Linked DNA regions of Sus scrofa: regions 1 and 2 are each linked to region 3. Evidence: chromatin contacts called from public HiChIP or PLAC-seq data. All regions are on one chromosome and are shown on one strand. Each heading gives the region's core, a stretch centred on a gene start, on an enhancer-like site or on the middle of the called end of the contact. The rest is flanking DNA. Distances are from core to core; before and after follow the strand shown.

Region 1 (4,141 bases), core at 345-2,844, 120 kb after region 3:
CTCTGTCTTCGGATGCAGCAGGCAGCCTTCAGTGAGGGCTCCCGAAGTGACAGACGACAGAGATGTGCATTCACGGCCCAAGATCCTCAAACTACGCCCTGGTGTATAATGTCCCCAAGGCCCCAGAGAAGTTCTGTTAGGCAGGCAGGAAGATGAAAATAACAGACAGACACTCAGCACATCGTTCTCCCTCAAGACAGACACTCACGCCCACAGGGTGTGGAGACTGGGGACGTACCCTGCGAGCTCCGAGCAGAGTGGGCTAAGCCAGGCCCACAGAAGGTGTGAAAGGCACCCTGGAGAAGTTGGGGACAGGGAAGGAAGCCACTCAGATGGCCCCAGAAGATCTGCGGAAGGCACAGTTTCAGAGTCTGTGCTGTTCACACCCAAGGAGGGCAAAGTAAACCCACAGGAGCTTAAGTCGTGATGCTGTGATCGGCCACACAGCTGGTGACAGGAATTAGCCATACTCAAGACAGAGGGCCAGACACAAACACCCAGATTGCGGCCATGCCCTGACACCGGAGCGCAGGGCGAGGAAAGTCAGAGAGGGCGGAGGAGAGGGCAAGGTTAGACGTGGAAGAGGCAGACATGCGTCTCAGGCATCCAGGGATGTTAGACAGGAGACCCAGAGTAAGACCAGGCACCCAAAACTGAATCTGGATTCCAGGGCACGACTGAGGACTTGGGGCACTGATCTCGGACCTCCTCTCAGGCCAGGCAAAGACAACTAGGCAGCAAGCAGAGGACCGAGGGGTATACATCCCAGCTCGGCCAAAACCCAAGCGATGCAGTGAGCACCACCGCCCAGGCAGCGGCTGAAGGTCCCGGGCACGGCCACTCTCTCAGACCGGGAGGGAGGCACCAACACCCATATGCACAGAGCAAGTCGGGGCGCCGAGGGAGAGTGACGGGAGACAGGAACCCAGCCAGGCTCTGGTAACCCCCCAAAGCACCTCCTCCGGAGATAACTTCCCCAGACCCCAAGGGGGCAGCCCTCGGCCCGTGAGCCTGAGCTGGGACCCCCATCCTGGTTTCCAGGGGAAAGCGATGTGGAGCCAGAAGGCTTGGGGAGTCCCAGTCTCCTGAGCGAGGTTCAAGGGCTGGGGGGCGCGGGGTCGCAACCGCCTATCTCCCTCCTTCCCTCCGGGACGCGAGCCCAAAGGGCATCTTACCAGCGCCCGCGAGGCCAGTGCCCCCCGGCTGGCCAGCTGCTGCACGCGGGGTGCTCCGGGGCCGCCTCCCCGCGCCCGCGCCGGGGGCCCCCGTCCTCCGCCGCCGCCGCCTCCTCCTCCTCGGGCTGCAGCTGGCTCGGCGGGCAGGTCCCGGCGCTCTCGGCGCGGGGCCGGGGCCGGGGGCGGCTGCTCCGCGCCGCCAGCCGCTGCGCCCCCGCGGCGCTCCCCGGCCCCGGAGTCTAGGCTGCTGAAATTCCACACGACCAGCGTCTGCAGTAGCAGCACGGTGAGCGCCGCGAGCAGCGCCGAGTGCGAACGCCGGGCCAGCCTCCGGGCGCACGGCGCCGCCACCATCTTCGGAGCGCGGCGGGCGAGCGGGGCGCGGGGACCCCGGGCGCTCCGGGCCGCCCCCGCGCTCCCCGCGGCTCCCGCGGCCGCCGCTGCCGCTTGGGCTCCCGCTCGGGCCGCCGCCGCCGCCGCCTCCTCGGCTCGCCGGTGCTCCTCCTCCGCCGCCGCCGCCGCCGCCGCCGCTGCCGCCGCCGCCGCCGCCGCCGCCTCCACCGCCGCGGCGCGGAGTTTTCAGACGGGCAGGGACCCGGACGTCACCAGGAGGAGGGGAAGGCGGGGAGGCGGGGAGCCGGAGGCCGCGGAGGGGGGCGGCGGGCGCGCGCGCTCGGGCGGGGCGCGCGGGGAGGGCGGGGGCCTAGGCCGCGGGGCTCCCCCTCCCCACACCCCCTTCTGAGGGAGGGGGTCTCGCGGGATGGGGAATGGGCTGGGGGGACGCGGGCCCCGGCGGAGAGGGGCGGGGCGTGGGGGCGGAGCGACGGAGGAAAAAGCAGGAGGGAGAGGAAGGGGGTGGGGGCGAGCGGAGGGGACCGACACCCGCCCGGACGCGAGCCGGAGTGGGTGGGGGAGAGGGGGACAGTCCCCGCAGCAGAGAAGGCCGGGCAGGGGCAGAAAAGCCTGAGGAGCTTCGGGTGAGGGTGGGCCCGCGCAGGATCAAGGGGAGGTCGGAAGCTCCAGGGGTCCTGAGATCCTGCCTTCCATGTGGGAGGCAAGCACGAGGCAGCTGAGTGGAGCCGCCTCCCCGCCCCGGAGTTGCGGTCCAGGTGTCTTCTTTGGGCACAGAGACTGCTTGGCAGGTGGAGACGCGAAAAAAGTGTCTGGAGTGTCAGAGCCAGGGAAGGGTCTCAAGCGGTGGATCCCTGAATCCCGAGATCCCTGGCTTGAAGGGGCAGGGAGGAGGCCACAAATAAGAATCCGTGAGTGATGACTCCTGAATCATACCCCACCCCCTAGTGCCAATGATGTCCTAAGTGCTTCATTGAGTCATTTCTTTGATCCCTGAGGACAAACGGGTCAGGAGACTTCCAAATCCAGTTGGCGAGCACGTGCCCTAGTGGGAAAAGGGAGAGACCCAGTGGAGTTTCTCATCCTTCACATGCTGCAAGCCCCAAAGTCTTGCCCCAGTCTTCCACTAGGTCCTGCTTCACCTCCGACCTGAAGCCTGCCTGCCTGCCCGCAAAGGGCTCAGCTCCTGGGAGAACTGGTCTTGCCTCCTAAACTGGAGGCTGGACTGGACTGGACTGTCCGGTGACCTTGAGCAGGGAGAACTCCTCCCTGGGCCTGAGCTTCCTCTCTCAATGAGGGTTTAAGCTGGCAACCCCAACGGACTCAAATTTCATCACCAGCCTTCTCTGACTCAGTCTTTCTAGTCTTTCCCTCCCAGTGTCCTCTTGCCCAGCAGCCCTGAGCACATGGTGAGCTGATAGAGGGAGTAGGTGTCCCAGACAGGACATAACACTCAGAATACAATAGCAGATCAAATCCTCAGCTTATGCATCGGAGACTCAGGGTGAGTGCTTTGCATCTTGACCACTGTGCTTTTAAACCTCATCCTAATTTTAAAGGGAAGAAAGTGGAGGAATAGAGGATCCATCCGAGAAGGAAGCAGGGAAGAGATTGTTTTATCCACTCAAGGAGGGTCCGTGAACATCATCAAGCGTCTGTCAGACACTGGGCGAGGCACAGAGGATCCAAAGGTAGGGCTTAACCTCCGCTCCACCAGCTTGGGGTCCAGAGGAGGAGCCAGATATACACATCAGTCATTAACAAGCAGTGAGGTCAATGCCACTTTGGAAATGTGCACAAATTGCTGTGAGTTCATGATGATGTGGTGGGAAGGACCACCAAGAAGACTTTCTGGACCCATGTAAGAGGCCAGCCTGCTTCCCTGAACTGGGAGTGTGAAATGCCAGCAAAAGGGGATCTAAACACCAGAGGAGACTCAGCCTTCAGAGTCTCCACGCCTGGCCAGACATATGGCCAGGTATAGAGGCCTCCCCCTTGGGCTGAGCCTACCTAACCACGAGTGAGATAACAGAGGCAAGCTTCTACTGCCATGCCACCAGTCTTCTATCCTCTGTTTATCTCCTGGGAATATTTTTGTTACAAATTAAAACATTTATTCTGTCTTAAAAATAGAGTTACCAGATCATATAACTAAATGTTCCAGTGATGACATCAGGTGAGATTTGATCAAGTAGCTCAGAACTATGACCTATGATTCGTTTTCTTTCCAACTCTCCCCTCTGCCTTTCATGAGATGTACTTCATCCTTAAGTTCTCTCCCGTCACAGTCTGGCATCAGTTACTCAGACTCATTGTATCCTTTGTTCATTTCTAGCCCAGGAGGAGGGTCAGTATTTTCCGGAATTCTCCTCAAAGTTTCAGATATTCTCCCTGATTGAACCAGCTTTAGGTCATAGGTCACTCCTAAACCGAGCCCTGTGGCCAGAAAGAGAATGTGCCGATTGGCTTGGCCAGGTCCCATGAACACCTCTGGCAGCCAGAGAGCTCTCCTTAGACACTGACCAAGAGTTCTGGGCACATGACAGGATGATCCTCCCATTCAGGGAAGCTGGGGAGAAGCTAGCTTCCCTGAATGGTTACCCGAATGTTCTGTA
Region 2 (3,955 bases), core at 72-2,571, 88 kb after region 3:
TCATCTGCTTCTTTTTCTTCCTGTCTCACTTGCCTGTGAGTGGCTGGGGACAGAAGCTGCGCATGATGCTTAGGTACCAAAGCAAGCATGAAACATAGGACTTCATTTACGGCCAACTAAAGGTGGGCAGGTACTATTAATATCTTCATCTTAGAGCCGAGGCAATCAGGGCTCAGAGAGGTGAAGGGACTTGCCCAAGGTCACACAGACAGGAGGAGGAGGAGGGATCTGAACCACAGCTGCCTGGCTCCAGGGTCCCTGCTGGCAACCACAATGCCCTTTGGCCTTTCAGAAAGTTCACCGTGGCTCTGACATTGGTATCACCAGCCTAGAGACATGGCAGCTGGCACATACTAGGGGCTCAGCCAAGGCCTGCTCAACTGCATTTGATCATCTTATTTAAAGCTACTGCAATCACTCCCAGCTTTTAAGCTATGGGCTGGGAACAAGGTCATTCTATAAAAATGGAAAGCAGAAAGGTACCCTGAGGAATTTGTTGGAGTTAGAGGTAGGAATCCAGAAAGGCATCTATTCAAATGACAACAGAACTAAGGCATGGCCTCAATATACTATGATTAAATGAGATGTGCTGAAGAATTACGTAACAGCTCAGAAGCACAATTTAAGTCTCCACTGGCGCTTGCCTCTTTGTAAAATTAGCATTTCTGTTAAGCTCATAATATAGGAGCATGGGGTTTTATATAACTGCTCAGGTCACACGGGGAAATGAAGACATACTCCCTTCTCTAACGCTTGTGCTTCCCAGAGAGAACGGTCTAGAAGGCCACGTGAGACGGCTGATCAGAATAACAACAATAATGATAACTGGCTCTTTTGTGTACATCCTGGTTGCCAGACCCAGGCTCAACGATCCCACTGCACTATCTCATTTAATCCGCATAAGACCCTTCTCTGACAGGCAAGTATTACAGGTCCCATTTTACAGAGAGGCAAACCCAGTGAAGCCAGGCCCTGAATGCAGGTCATGGGACTACCGGTCATGTGACTCAGTCCCTGGGTCACATTTACAACACTGTGCCACAAACTACACCAAAGATGATGTCAAGGATTTAAAAAAAAAAAAAAAAAAATGCTTGCCAAAATCCCAACATCTCAGGAAGGCAAGACGGCCGGGACCATCTGGGCCTATGCGGGGTACAAGCTGCCTGCTTCCCACTTTACTGGCATTTCCCTGGGCTGAGCCCCCACACATGGCCACAGATACACACTTTTCAAGCCCAACATCCTCTGTCTCCAATCACATTTGGCTCGAAGGAAACCAAGAAGGCATCTGGGGACAAGCGATCTTTATCTGTACCAAATGTGTGTTGGGACCGCTCCAGGAAACGGTCCCACGTTAAGCCAATGTCACCCACATCTGCTTGGCATGCACCCTTGTCCACATTGCAACACTTGGAATTGTATCTCTCTTGGAGTGTCGCCCTGGAAAAAAATGTCACCAGGTCCAACAAGACCAACACCCTACTTTTCACACAGCAGTTATCCAGATAAAGAAACGAGAGGGAAAGGGGGAATCAGACCACTCCTTCAAAGTGTCTCTCTCCGCGCACCAATTATAGAAAACTGTTCTTGGGGGTGGGGGCCTTTCGGAAGTATGAAGGAATGTAAATCTGGCCAGTTTTAAAAATAAGTGTGAAATTCACTTTCCTAGATTCCAGCACCATCTCCCCAGGGCCAAATCATGCTCGGCAATACTTGCAGCAAAGGGGCTGAGCACTGGTTTGCCTCTCTTCTGGACGGGACTAGTCATTCTCTTCTGCAAATTCCTTCCCTTAAGGGTGAGCTGGATTTAGCGCCTCACGTAAATGAACGGAATATGGCAGAAGTGATGGTATTTTATGCCCGAAGTTCAGTTTCACAAGGACCACAGCTCCCATTTTTGGTGCTCCTTTTCCTACAGTTCTCCTTCTTGGATCACTGATTCTGGGGGAATCCACCTACCATATTATGAGCTGCCCTATGGTGAAGAACCAAAAAAGGCCTCCAGCTCAACACCAGCAAGAAACCACGGCCTTCAGTCCAACAGCCTGTGAGAAACCAAAGGCTTGCTGACAACCCTGTGAGCGAGCTGGCAAGTGGATCTTCCCCTCGGATGAGCCTTTGGATGAGACCACAGCTCTAGCCACCAGCTCAAATGCAGAATGAATGGATAACTTTCGTTATCTTTTCTAATTAAAGTAATACATGTTCACTGAGAAAAATTTAGAAAATGAGGTTCAAGAGAGACCCTGGATCAGAACACTCAGTTAAGCTGCTTCTAGATCCCTGACCCACAGAAACTGAGATGATACACATCCACTGTTTGAAGCCACTAAGTCTAAGGTGTAATTTATGCACATTAGGTAATGAACACAGTGCCACATACGATGGATTTGAATACCGCTAACAGAACACATCCTATGTTGTGGGATGCACGGGTCTAAACATATAAACGGTAAATTTCTTTGTACTATGAAGACGAGGGTGGGTGAGAGGATGCTTGGCAATTCTAGAGCCAAAACTAGGTCGTCCATCTGAAGGCCTTAGATGAATCTGCACTTCACCATCCCAGGGCCAATTAATACAAAAGGCAGAGAACAAAGACTTTCCTGAGAACAATTTTCAACATGGAAATACACACTGCTGTCAAATGTTTGCTATTTTATCAACTCATACAAGTCAACAAATTATAAATGGGGATGACTGTCTGAATGAGGATCCATATCCATTTCGGGTTATAGTCAGTATAACCGTATTCTTAGTTATCTGTCTCAGTTCTTTGTCAATTCTTCAACCTTAATTATGCAGGAGAGTAGTAAGACCACGGGCCTTAGGGACACACAGACCTGGATTCCAGTCCCACCTGTGCCCCTCCCTAGCTATGGCACCTTGGGAAAGCAGAAACAGAGTCTCATCTGCCGATGGTGACACAACTGTGTCAATGCAAAGGTTCAATATGTTTTTATTTGAAAATTCTGAGTATGGCCTATGGCACACAGTTGCCCAATAAAATCTGAGCTTCCTTATGTAATCTCCTCCTGGCTCTCTGCTTTGATCTGAGATAACCCAGGCTGAATATCTCCGGTGGGTGTGGGAGTCAGTATCACAAAGGAATTGAAGGCAAAGGCAAGGGATCCAGGAAAGCCAAGTTCCGGAGTTCCTGTTGTGGCTCAGGGGTAATGAGCCCAACTAGCATCCATGAGGATGCAGGGTCGATCCATGGCCCTGCTCAGCTCAGTGGGTTAAGGACCCGGTGGTGCCGTGAGCTGCAGTGTAGGTTGCAGAAATGGCTCGGATCTGCCATTGCTGTGGCTGTGGTGTACGCCTGTAGCTGCAGCTCCCATTAGCCCCCTAGCCTGGGAACCTACATGTGCCTGGGTGCAGTCCTAAAAAGAAAAAAAAAAAAAGAGAGAAAAGCAAAGTTCCCACACTAACTAATGGTGTGTCTGTGAGCATCTTACCTACCCTCACCTGTAAAATGGGGTAACATCAGCACCCACCTCTGTTCTGATGACTGAAAGAAATAATTAGTGCCAGGCACACAGTGAGCATTAAATAAATGGTAGCTATCTTGTTAAATTTATTATTCTTCTCACTATGATTATTTAATTCATAATTGGCAGGACAAATCCCAGCCCACCAAAAGGTTTTGTTTGGTTCACACAGGGTGTTAATAAAATAAATAAATAAACTTGTGTTAGTTGTCAATATATATGAGATCACAGCGAAAAATCCAACTTTCTGGTTTCTTTTAGAACTTGAAAGAGCAGATAATGCTGGGGCTATTCTCTCATAGCTACAGACAGCTGGAGCCAAGAAGCTCCTGTCCACTTAAGATAGCCTATCTGTTCTTCTATTCACCACAATCCCCACCATGCCCTATTACCCTACACCTGACCCACAGAAGAGACTTATCCACCTGCCTGGCCTTAATGGCATTTGGGTTTTTGACCCT
Region 3 (4,405 bases), core at 618-3,117:
AAGCCACGTCTGTGACCTACACCACAGCTCACGGCAATGCTGGATCCTTAACCCACTGAGCAAGGCCAAGAATCAAACCTGTGTCCTCATGGATACTAGTCAGGTTCATTAAATGCTGAGCCATGACCAGAACTCCCATTCAATGAATATTTATTGAATAGTTACTACAAACCAGACACCAGGCTGAGCACTGGAGAAAATAGAAGGCAGTTAAAAACAATGAGGAAGAGTGATAGCTGCTGACAGAAATCGACATCTAAGATACAGAGAGGAACAGTCAGTTATTATAAAATATGTTTCTTTTTTCCTTTTTTTTTTTTTTTTTTTGTCTTTTTAGGGCCACCCCTGGGCATATGGAAGTTTCCAGGGGACGAATTAGAGCTACAGCTGCCAGCCTACACCACAGTCACAGCCACATAGGATCTGAGCCTTGTCTGTGACCTACACCACAGCTCATAGCAACATCAGATCCTTAACCCACTGAGCGAGGCCAAGGATCGAACCTGAGTCCTCATGGATGCTAGTCAGGTTCGTTACTGCTGAGCTATGACAGCAACTCCTAAAATACGTTTCTTTAGATTCTTTTTCATTGAGACAAAATGCCTCCCCTCACACACAGTAATATGCAAAGAAACTACTAGAAGGAGAAGTAAGAAAACTGCTAATAACAGTTGCCTCTGAAGACTGGAAAAAGGAGTATAAGGATTTACTTTTCCCTTGCTACTCACTTGTATTATTTGATTTATCTTTTATCATGTGCTTGTATTACTTCATATGCTTCCCACCTACAGTAAATCCAGTCGGCTCTGCTCTCGGCAGAATCCACAATCGAACCTCTTCTCTTGCCCTCCTCCACTGTGAACACTCTGGTCCAAGCCACCGCTGCACTGCCCTGGCTACTGCAACAGCCACCTCCTTGCTCATCTTCCTGGGCCTGCCCTTGACCAGCGACAGTGCAGTTTCAGCAGGACTACAACCAATCCCAATTTTAAAGTCAGGCCATGTCACGCCTCTGCTCAAGTTCCTTCAGAGGCTTCCCAGCAGGGAGTACAGGCAAAAGTCCTTTCTGGTTTAACAAGATCCTAATGATCTGGTCCCACATCCCCCCAGCACACACACTTATTCTTTCTTGCGTTAGCCACACTGGTTTCTATGATGCAACCACATGCCGAGCACCTCCTACCTCAGGGCCTTTGCACTGGCTGCTCCCTGTTCCTTGCCCACCCGCGCTCTTCAGGTCTCTACTCAAACATGGCCTCATTTTCGCACAGCCCCGCCAATGTCAAAGGGCAACCCCTCCTCAACTGACCAGGCCTGGCCCACCCCTCTCCTGCCTAACTTCCCTCCGTAGCACTTGCCCCCACCTGATGTAACATGTAAACACACATCTCTCATTTACCATCTGGCTAGAAAGAGAGAATGCGACGGCAGGAGGGTCTGCCTTGTTCGCTGCTGTATCTCTAGCCCCTAAAACAGTATCTGGCACAGAGCAGGCCCTCAACAAATATTCATTGAATGAACTATTTGATAACATAATAAGAGGAGAACACAATATACTATTGATCAGAGCAACGATGAAAAACAAATCCAGAAAAAGACCTCAAGTCCCAGAAGGAAAATTCAAAAATATAAATAAAGGAGCAAAAATTAAGAACAAAGATGTTTCCAGCCACCGGGAACAGGGTGGAGAAACTCTCAATGATAAACTAACACAGAAACAAGCAATGTCCAGGGGCACACAGCGGCCCGCTTGTCATAAGCCAACACTCCGCACATAGGCCCCTTTCATGGAGCCCAGGGAGACAAGAGCAGCTGATGTGACTGCAGCACAGTGTCAGCTCAGTAACCAGGGAGGGAAACCAGCCGGTCTGAACACGTTACAGAGTCAGTCCCAAAGCCACAGACTATTTCCGGGTGTCAGACAAGCCCACACCCTCCTGAGACAGCCAAACCACAGCGAATGTGCCAACCCCGCGCTTGCCGGCTTCACGAGCCCCGCCTGAAAGGCGGCCCTCTCCCCACCAGGCACTTGAGCTAAAAGTAACGCACCCAGGGTTCAGAGCTGGGGTTGGGGGTCTCCAGCCCAGGGCCCTTTATCTTTCTGTGCCTCAGTGTTTGCTGGAACATTCGCATTTTCCTTTCTACCTCATCTGACCCACACTCAAATTAGCATGTGCTAATTTGTTTATGACCCTGGCCCATATGAAGTCCCTTGAGCGCAAAGACTTAAAATCCAACGAGATTGAGGGTGGTGGCGGCAAGGGGGGAGGGGGTTTCCGCAAGCAGTGGACTTGACCTAACCCTCCCAGCACCGTTTCATCACAGTCCCTGCGAACCACACCGGGTCAGGCTAGGGGTTCTCAACTGGGGTCAGCGTGTCGCTAGGGGACACTGGCTGTGTCTGGAAATATCTGGGGTGGTTCCAACTGGGGAGGCGGTGGTGCCACTGGCATCTGGTAGGGAGAGACCAGGTCACCCTCATAGGACAGCCCCCACAATGACAAGGGATCCAGTCCCAAATGGCAGGAGTGCCTTGGCTGAGCAAACCTGGTGGATGAGCAGGGTGAAGGGGGCCACCCTGGGGAAGGGAGACCTCTAAAAGGTGCATGCACGGAGTTCCCAATATCGCGCAGCAGAAACAAATCTGACTGGTATCCATGAGGACGCAGGTTCGATCCCTGGCCTCGCTCAGTGGGTTAAGGATCCGGCTGTGGTGTAGGCTGCAGACTCGGCACAGATCCTGCGTTGCTGTGGCTCTAGTGTAGGACGGCAGCTACACCTCCGATGAGACCCTTAACCTGGGAACCTCCATATGCCTCGGGGGTGGCCCTAAAAAGACAAAAAAAGAGGGCGGGGGGCCTGCAGGCTGGAGCCAGAAGAATTGATGAGACCTGGCCCCGCCCGCCGCCCTGGGGCTACTGCTGGTTGGCAGCCGGCTGTTTGAGGAAGCTGTATGGGGACAGCCAACCGGGTGCGGTTGCACTGCCAGGCTGTGTTGGAACACACCCTCACCTCAAGAAGATGCTTCTTCATTAGAAGAACCATGCCTGCCTCTGTCAGTCTGCCGACAGCCCAGAGTCCCAGTGGGCCTGGCCTTTGCTCCTGTGGTGACAACACAGCTACCCCTGCCCTGTATGCAGGCAAATAGCCCACCCGGCCCACTCACAGGACTCAGGCACCAGGCTCAGCAGCCAAATACATGCTGGCATTTTAACCAATGTTACTTCCCTCTCTGCAAAGAGGGAACCAGCCATCCAAATAGAGAAGGGAGAATGTTCCAGAAACAGGACAACCAATCCCTGCAAAGGGACCTCTTGGCGTCTTCACCCTGACCAGGGCATGGGCTGGGAACACGCAAGGAGCCTGGAGTCCTCACCCCGCACACAAAAGAGAAAGCAGGCTGAGGTTAGTTTTTATAAGTGACGATGAGGTGTCCTCACCTCCTTCTCTAAAGATCCCTGAGGAGGCCGTCGTCGTCACAGCTGCTTTAACCAGGGGGGACACTGAGTCCCAGGAGGCTGAAACACGTGTTGAAAGGGATACATTCAGTAAGTGAAGAGGCCAGGACTCGAACCCAGGACTGTAAGGGGACAATCCATACTCCCAGCCATGCATGGTTCTGCTGGTTAAGGCATTTTAACACCCTGGGGCTACTGCTGGTGCCCTGGTGTTTTTCAGAGACACTGAGGTATGGGGACATCAGCCGGCAGGTGGCAGGTCTCAGGGCAAGTGGCAAGCCAGGTGATGTGCTGCAAAGTCCACAAGGCCCCTCTCTGCCCTACCAAGTGGCTGCACAGGGCGACCAGGTCCAGGCTGCCTTAAGCGGCTTGGCAGCTGACGCCCTAAAAGGATAGACAATCTTGTCTGTGCAGGGAGTGCCACCGAGACCATGCCCCAAGGGAGGGGCCTGTCGGGGTGAGGGTGGGGGAGTGGGTGGAACAGACCAGTTGGAGTCTTTTATGACAGGTGACCTTGGGCCCCATCCACAGGGGGCAGCTGGTCCTTGCCACTAGCTGTCTTCTAGAGGCTCAGCAGGGTTTTACCTTCCAGTTTTTCAAAAATCCTTCAACACCCCTCCCTGCCTCCAAACAAACAAAGACCCGGGGGGCCCAGCTGAAGATGTCACCAGGAAGCCTGGGCATGACCTTGGGACTAGGATGATGTCATGAGAAAGTTACCTCCTGCCCCCAGGATAAGCAGGGCCTTATAATTAGGGCAGGGAGCTTCTGGCAAAGAAGTCGCTTTAGGTCCCTTTTACAGCTGGCTGGGCTTTTCCTTCTCAGCACAATAAAACGGTCCCACTGCCCGCAGCCCCACCCTTCTGGCACCTGCACCCAGGCTCACTTGAGTTTGCCACCCAGTCCCTTCCCTTCAGCGGACAAATAGGAGCTACAGTTCCCAGAGA

The links. HiChIP or PLAC-seq counts read pairs in DNA pulled down with a chosen protein or histone mark.
Region 1: an H3K27ac HiChIP or PLAC-seq map of alveolar macrophages shows a contact between it and region 3. The contact joins the promoter of XYLT1 here to the enhancer-like site in region 3. A contact is called at or near these places in 1 of 5 promoter capture datasets (fetal skeletal muscle), 7 of 47 Hi-C or Micro-C datasets (blood, embryonic fibroblasts, fetal heart ventricle and 2 more) and 2 of 2 datasets of contacts at active chromatin or transcription factors (alveolar macrophages and skeletal muscle).
Region 2: an H3K27ac HiChIP or PLAC-seq map of skeletal muscle shows a contact between it and region 3. The contact joins two enhancer-like sites. A contact is called at or near these places in 3 of 47 Hi-C or Micro-C datasets (psoas muscle and skeletal muscle) and 1 of 2 datasets of contacts at active chromatin or transcription factors (skeletal muscle).

What each region holds. Positions count from the first base shown.
Region 1 is chr3:27,491,035-27,495,175 of Sscrofa11.1, forward strand. XYLT1 (xylosyltransferase 1) reads right to left here and starts at 1,595. Exons shown (of 12, transcript XM_021086555.1): 1 at 1,176-1,595. The coding sequence starts at 1,529.
Region 2 is chr3:27,458,965-27,462,919 of Sscrofa11.1, forward strand. The region is part of intron 1 of XYLT1 (xylosyltransferase 1); the gene reads right to left. Among named protein-coding and RNA genes, the nearest start is that of XYLT1, 32 kb to the right of the region's middle. Within about 2 kb of position 1,322, at least 4 of the 83 cell types and tissues checked have an H3K27ac peak or open chromatin away from gene starts, as enhancers often do. A contact at or near this core is called in skeletal muscle, where this site is marked.
Region 3 is chr3:27,370,649-27,375,053 of Sscrofa11.1, forward strand. All of the region lies in intron 2 of XYLT1 (xylosyltransferase 1), which reads right to left. Among named protein-coding and RNA genes, the nearest start is that of XYLT1, 120 kb to the right of the region's middle. Within about 2 kb of position 1,868, at least 37 of the 83 cell types and tissues checked have an H3K27ac peak or open chromatin away from gene starts, as enhancers often do. A contact at or near this core is called in alveolar macrophages, embryonic fibroblasts, skeletal muscle and 1 more, where this site is marked.